Regions from separate parts of the Mus musculus genome. Here region 1 is linked to region 2. Evidence: chromatin contacts called from public HiChIP or PLAC-seq data. All regions are on one chromosome and are shown on one strand. Each heading gives the region's core, a stretch centred on a gene start, on an enhancer-like site or on the middle of the called end of the contact. The rest is flanking DNA. Distances are from core to core; before and after follow the strand shown. Region 1 holds the start of Rps27l (ribosomal protein S27-like). Region 2 holds the start of Pclaf (PCNA clamp associated factor).

What was found. HiChIP or PLAC-seq counts read pairs in DNA pulled down with a chosen protein or histone mark.
Region 1: a contact with region 2 is called in an H3K27ac HiChIP or PLAC-seq map of embryonic stem cells, with 3 times the contacts expected there. The contact joins the promoter of Rps27l here to the promoter of Pclaf in region 2. A contact is called at or near these places in 2 of 39 promoter capture datasets (3T3-L1-derived adipocytes and pre-B cells), 1 of 484 Hi-C or Micro-C datasets (B cells) and 3 of 115 datasets of contacts at active chromatin or transcription factors (embryonic stem cells and pro-B cells).

The regions. Positions count from the first base shown.
Region 1 is chr9:66,944,132-66,947,828 of GRCm38.p6, reverse strand. It overlaps Rps27l (ribosomal protein S27-like), which reads right to left and starts at 1,743. Exons shown (of 4, transcript NM_026467.5): 1 at 1,649-1,743; 2 at 890-998; 3 at 132-242. The coding sequence starts at 1,654.
Region 2 is chr9:65,888,887-65,892,675 of GRCm38.p6, reverse strand. Pclaf (PCNA clamp associated factor) reads right to left here and starts at 2,353. Exons shown (of 4, transcript NM_026515.2): 1 at 2,202-2,353; 2 at 1,867-1,944. The coding sequence starts at 2,247. All of the region lies in intron 1 of Trip4 (thyroid hormone receptor interactor 4), which reads left to right.

The DNA of each region.
Region 1 (3,697 bases), core at 494-2,993, 1.1 Mb before region 2:
AGGCAGGCGGATTTCTGAGTTCGAGGCCAGCCTGGTCTACAGAGTGAGTTCCAGGACAGCCAGGGCTACACAGAGAAACCCTGTCTCTAAAAACCAAAAAAAAAAAAAAAAAAAAAAAAAAAAAGCCATACCTTCTGTGAGCCTGGCTTTTCCTCCTGTGGGCTGGCACAACACAGTTGAACAACCCACACAAAGAACCACAGTCTGTGCATGGCTGAAAACTGTAGTAATCTTGTAGCAACCTAGAAAGGGAAGGAAGGGGAACCATACATTAAAAACTTGAAAAGCAGATGAAAACACAGCCCCAGCTCTTCATTTTTCTTGATAGCATGTAAAGTACTTGTCATTTATATATTAAGTGATGTTTTAACAGAACTTAAGTTTAACAGAATTTCCTGTAAATTCTGTAAACAATAATTATTCTAGAAGTCACTTGTTTTTTTTAAGGTGAAACATTAAATTTAGTATTCCAGAACCGTTAACATTTCAGCATGTAACAGACATGTCATCTGTTTCAAGTTATAGCTTCAGTGTAGTGTTTTACTCTTAAATTCTGTTTCCATTTCCACATGTTAAGTACTAAACAGACACATATGGTATAGCAAACACATCAGACAGCAGTTTGAGAATGAAGAATCAACATATATTTTATTTGCATTGCAAAAAAGAAAATTCATCATCTTAATGATCATCTTAAGTTAAAGACTTAAGTCAACGTATCCTTTACCTGGCTCCCATATGTTTCTACAAAGGTTTGAGTATGTTTCTTTAAAATGACCCTTATGACAATTCTGTAATGTCATTTCTAGTCAACAGTGGATCCTGACTTATTAAAGTGTGAATCTTTCCTGAAACGTCCTTTAGGACAGGGAAATTTGAAATTTTATACCTGGACATTTCACATCCATGAAGTAAGAATTTGGGCTCTGAACCAGCCGTTTCTTCTTATGTTTTTTCTTCTCCTCCTCCAAGGAAGGGTGTAACAGATCTCTAGCCAGCTGTGGAAGGAAACATATTGTTACTACTGGAGTCACAGTACACGGGTGGCAGCCCGAATCACACGAGGAACGCAAAGCAGGAGCAACAGGCACACTCCGCAGAGGGGGTACTTAAGACCCTAACTTTTCAAGATAGGACCACTTTCACCCACACGTTGCCAGTCCTTTCCTGGCACTTTACAGCGCTCGGGCAGCATATGGGAGAGAGAACCCCTTTGTCGTTTGGCTGGGTAGCCATCAAAGCTAAGTAAAAACCAGCGTCTGGCTCGGGCCTCCCCGAAGCCGCAGCGCAGCAGATCAGAACAAGGCCGGGATGACCTCAGCCCCGGGGCTCCACATCCAATGGCCAGCACAGGGCTGCGGCATGCTCGCCCGGGGTGGAGTGAACGTGTCGGAAGCTGCGAGGCCCGTTAGTGACCCTGAAGCCCATGGTGAGCTGGGAGCTGCACCCCACGGGCTGGCCACTCACGCGAGCCCGGACAGGGCCCGCCACGCCATGCCGCGCCGTGTCGCCCGGACAAGTCTCAACAAGCCCGCCATGCCTCGGCCCGCAGGAGCAAGAGACGCCGCGGGCTTAGCCGCCTGCCGAGGCGCCAGACTAACAGAAAGCCTGAAGGAAAGCAAGCCCGAGCCCAAAGTCAAAAACTTACGGGCATGGTGACGGCTCCGCAAGCGCGGCCGCTCCAGGTCGCCGAGACGAACTGCTCGCTTTCGAGCGCCCCTCAGCAACTTCCGGGATAGAGGCGGCGGGGAGGAGTGGAGAGGAGTGGAGGCGGGGGCGACCGCTCTAGGCTCCCGTCTCAGTGGTACGGCTCCCGCCCTGACCGCCGGGCCAAGTCCAATGAGGGACATTTAAATGGCTTCTGCGTTAAACTCCGACTCCGCCCTGCACCCAGGCCGGGCTTCGGAGGCCCGGGCATTAGGCATTAGAGGGAAACCAGACCCGAGGCTGCAACTAGCCTGGTCTCCCCTGTTCATTGTGCGGGGCAGCGGACAGGGGGACACACGGAACAATAATCTTTGTTCTTCGCTGTATTACAAACACCATAGGCGAGCCTGGGAGGGGGCTGGCTCAGCGCTTAAGAGTGTGTGTTGGTTAAGACTGTGTACTGCTCCCGCAGACGATCTGGGTTTGGTTTTCAGAACCGAGCTGGGCGGTTCGAAACTGCCTCAAACTCAACTCCAGGGAGATCTGCAGGTCTTTTCTGATCTCTATGGCACTGCACTCCCTATGCGCGCGCGCGCACACACACACTCATAATTAAATTTAAAAATCTGATTTTGGGGTTGGAGGTGTAGCTCAGCTAATAGCATGCTTGCCTTGCCTTCATGAAGCCTTAGGTTAAATCCCTAACACCACTAAATAAATAATTTTTAACTAGAAAGATCCCACTGACGGGTTGTGAAACAAACTTCTAGTCTTGTGTCTGTGCCTTCTAAGGAGTGAGACTTGAAGTTCTGCACCGGATAGGCTTCACCTCCGGTTTGCTTTGCTCTGAAATAGTTTTTTAAACAAATCCCATTTGCTGCTGTGTTTGATATGCCTCTGTCTCAGAAAACGTGGTAGGTGGCACCTAAGAAAGAAACCTGATATTGACCCCCTGGCTTAAACACACACACATACACCATTTATAAGCTTGACCCTAAGACTGTCCTACCAATTTGGGGAAAAAAAAAAGATGTATAATACTCAATTTGCATAAAGCAGAAGAAAATTAAAACACCGCATTCCCTCATGGAGGAGTGCTCACCCAGTAAGTAAGAAACCCCGAGTTTGATTTCCAGCACTGGATACATCTAGGGGTATGGGGCACACTTATTATAATCCAGCACTTGGGGTTTAGGCAGGAGGGTTGGAAATTCAAGATCATCTTCAGCCATATGGGGCCATCTCTGGAACACCAAAAATGAATAAACTGTAAGTCAATACTAAATATGGTGATATAGATAACTATGTAAATTATTATGTGTGTACGGGGAAAATAATGGTCCTAGAAGTTCCAATGTCTCAATGTCCATGGTCTGTGGTTACTTGACGAGTACAGTTAAGGCTGCAGTCTGCATGAGATGCCTGCCCTAGTCTCTGCCATTTGAACACTTGAGACCCAGTTGGTGCGGTTTAGGCTTAGGAGGCTTAGGAGGTGTGGCCTCATTGCAGAAAATATGTCCCTAGAAGCCAGCTCTGAGGTGTTAAAAGAGTTACATTCCCAGTTTGCTCTCTGCCTCACGCTTGTCCTTTAAAATGTGACTCTCAGCTTGCTGCTCCCGTTGCCATGCCTACCTGGTGCCACACATCCGTGTTATGATGGTGATGGATTCTTACTGTTCTGGAACCATAAACCTAAATAAACCTTTCCATCTAGAAGTTGCCTTGGCCATGAAGTTTCTTCACCATAATAGGGTGGGGGTGGGGATGGCGGTGGGGGTTGGCGGTGTTTGTTTTGGTTTTGATTTTTGGAGATAGGGTCTTGCTATATAGCCTCAGATAGCCTCAAACTCCTGATTCTACTGCCTTAGTGTCCAGCATGCTGGGATGCAGGTGTGTGCTAACACCACAGCAGACATTGCTACTGACGTTGAAGATGGAGGAAGGAGACATCGAGTCAAGGAATGTGGGAGGTTGGTACAAGCAGCAAACCAAGGGAGTGAATCTCCATAAAGAATCTGCTCTTGGGCTGGTGAGATGGCTCAGTGGGTAA
Region 2 (3,789 bases), core at 1,104-3,603:
AAAATCTTAAATAACGAAGACTAGAGTTTGATTCTTAACACCCGTATCAGGTAATTCACAACTGCTCATTATTCCAGCTCCATAGAATCCAATGTCAGGTACCCATACACAGGTGTCTGTCTGTCTCTGTCTCTGTCTCTGTCTCTGTCTCACACACACACACACACACACACACACACACATTTATATATTAATCCCTTGATACAGAAGCCTGATGTCCTGAATCCAATCTCAAGGTACCACATAAAGGTAGAAGTAGAAAACCAACTCCCAGAAGTTGTCTTCAGACCTTATTCGTGCCACAACACATATATACACCCCCGTAGCAACAATAATACATTTTATAAAATGTATTTTTCCTTAATATACGTTTGTGCCATATAAGATAAATTGTCCAAATTTAATTTAGCAGATTTATTTATAATTTGTTTATTTATTAATTTATGAGGGTTTATGAGTGTAAATTTGGTTCAGAGATTGAACCCAGAATCATGTGCTAGGCAAGTGCCCTACTACTCAGGTATGTTTCTTAGAACGATTAGGTTATTTAGTTAAAAAATATATACACTGTGAGCCAGGCTAGTGGCAGAGGCCTATAAGCTCAGCTACTTGGGAGGACAAAGCAGAAGGATCCAAAGTTCAAAACCTGCGTGTATTACCAAGCAAGCACAAAGCCAACGCAGGCAGGTTACTGAAACTCCAATCCCAAGCCCTCTCCCCATTACAGATAGAGCTAAGAACACAGTTCAGCAATGGACTCTGCCTGAAATGCCCAAGGCCATAGATTCAATCCCCAATACCTGGGGAAGGGGAAATGTTAAGCTTTCTATAAGAGTAAATCCTACTTTTCAAAGCTGCTGGCTCCTTTGCATAAGAAAAATACCATTCCTGGTTATATTTTAATATAGGAATGTAAAATCAAAATTCAGAGAAAATTGCCCCTTTAAAAAATATAACAGGAGAATGGTGAATCTCACCTACAATCCTGGAAACCCAAGTTTGACCTGCTAATCCCCTAAATTGAAGATCTTAAAGACAGAGAGATCAGAAGTTGAAGGCCAGCTTTAGCTACGTAACAAGTTTGGGGCTACCCTGAATTACATGAGAACGTGTGTGTGTGTGTGTGTGTGTGTTATTCCAGCAGTGGGGAGATGGAGGGCAGAAGGATCTGGAGTTCAAAGGTGTTCTTTGTACATAAAAATGTTGAGGCCAGCCTGGGCTACATGAGACCTTGGAAGAAGGAAAAGGGAGGGAAGGAGGGAGAACAAAAGGGAGGAGAGAGTTAAAAAGGAAGGTCGGATAGGGGAAGAACTGGGGAGTAGAGGAGGAGGGAAAAGCAGAGACAAAAGCAAACCAATCTGGGGCAGTGTGGTTAGCTCAGCGGTAGGGTACTTGTTCAACATGGGCAAGGAAGGCCCAGGGTTCAGTTCCCAAAGATTGCATGCATGGTCAAACAGACACTCACATACATCCCCCAACCGGAAACGCGGTAGTACAGTCAATCATCACCATAAATCTAATGAGGAGACACTTAAGTAGCCTCCAAGAAAATAGTAACTGTTAACAATTTTTAAAACACCATTCAGAAAAGAAAAAAAAAAGTTTAAAAATATACTGCCCCTCACCACCAAGACATGAATTTTCCATTGGACCCTCACCCCCATCCAAGCCTGCTGAAAGACTAAGGCTCCCTTAGAGGGCGAGAAAGAAATTTAGGTGTGAGAATGTCAACGGAAACAAATTCCAGAGGAAGGAAACTAAGTAAAAATAAATCCACCGCGGGTCAGGACCACACAGGTTAGTACTGCCTTGCCCGGCCTGATGCTCTCGGGGTGTTACTTCAGAAGCTTCCACGACCCTTCCTACCTTTTCTCGACGAACTTGAAGAATTGGTGACAAAGGTGGAGGAGCCAAGCACCTTCCTAGGGGCTTGAGAAGCCACCGCTGCAGAGAGAGATAAATAGGGGCGTTCAGAAAAGGCAGGAGGGTTCGGATCCCCGAGCTTTGTTCTACAACAGTCCCAGGCCAGTAAAGAGGAGGGAGATGAACAGCAGCAAACGACCTTGCCTGTTCTCTGCAGCTTATTAGCAGTGAGGGCCGGGAGCCTGCCTTCTAGCTGCTCAATGGGAGGCAGCCATGGGCGTCTCCACCCCTGGACAGGCTGCCTAGGGAACCCCCTGCCACCTCGCTGCATCATTTACCTTTTCTGTAGGCTCCTGGAACGTAGTTTGCTTTGGTCCGCACCATGTTCACACAAGAAGAGACAACTTTCACCGTCACCCCAACTGCAGATGTCTCAATTAGAGAAGAACCCGAAAATGATGTTCCCGCCACCGTTTAAATGGGTCTCTTTCCCGCGCGCTCCAAGCGCTTGAGAACCTCGATTCTTATTGGTTCCGCGCCTTCACTCTGGACCAATTGACAGCGTCCAGCAGTGACAGCCTCGAGACTTAAGGTTTTGCTGGCCAGTCAGTCCATCAGCCCCAGTGGTCGTGATTTGTACCTCCCTGGTAGGCGGTGCTAGGACTCTGGGTGGGGGAAGAGGGGGGCACGAAGTATGGAGGTGAGGTAGATAGGTTGTGAACTAGCCAAAATAAAACCAAGTAGAGATAGGGATTGTAAAATTTCTTCAAAAGTTACCAGAGTTAAATCCATGATAATTAAACACTGAAAGTGAAAATTAAGTGGACTTTTCTATGTAAATCATAACTAAAGTTTAGTATCCTAAGGATGAACCCTACTGTGTTCTAAAACAACTTTCTGAGGCGGGAGAAAGGAAAACTCAATTTAGTTTATTTAGTTTACAGTGTTTTAAAAACCGTTTTCAGATCGCATGAGACAAAAAATTAGGACAAATTGTCCATACACATATAAAAATAAGTAAATAAAATTTAAAAAACATGGCCAAAGAATTTTTTAAATGCCAAATGTAAAAGGGTCACAGCACCAACCCACGTGAGGATAACCCTGCAAAAAAGAGATCATATTGTCTGACCCATATTTCAAATTACAATATTCCTAAGAATTTGTGTTTGTTCTGAATGCCATGCACGAAACAAAACCGTATGTGCTTGCTGCAGAATGCTGTCTGTTAATGCTTGTTTAAAAGATGACCCTTCAGCATGTTACAGAACTACTTTTCTGCAGTGAATTATGCTTGAACAGCAATGAAATCTATTCAGGGCCTTAACCAAATCAACAATTAATAGTATATTCAATTTAAAGATTTTAAAGCCAGGCCTACTGCACCTTGTAATCTCAGCCCTGAGGAGGCAGAGAGACTGGGAAATTGTGAGTTCCTTGCCAGTCTGGGCTAGATCACAATATTTTAGAAAAAAGAAAAAAATATAGAAAGGAAGAAAAGAAAAGGGGCACAGTAGTTGAGAGTATTGCTGCTTTTTCAGAGGAACCCAGTTCAATTCCTAGCACTAGCATGGCAGTTCATTCATGGCAGTAACCAAGCTCCAAGTGACTTGGCACCCTCACACAGACATGCAGGCAGGCAAAATGCCAATACACATAAAATTAAAATAAATCGTTTATTTAAAAAAAGAAAGGAAGGAAGGAAAGGAAAGAGCTAGACCGAAAAAACAGGAGCTGGAGAGGTAACTCAGCAGTTAAGAGAACTGGCTACTCTTCCAGGGACCCTGGAGTACACAGGTTCAATTCCTAGCACCTCCATATCAGCTCACAACTGTTTGTAACTCCAGCTCCAGGGGATCTGACACATTGACACAGACACACTCAGGCAAGATGGGAATCAATGCACATAAAATAAATCATCAAGAA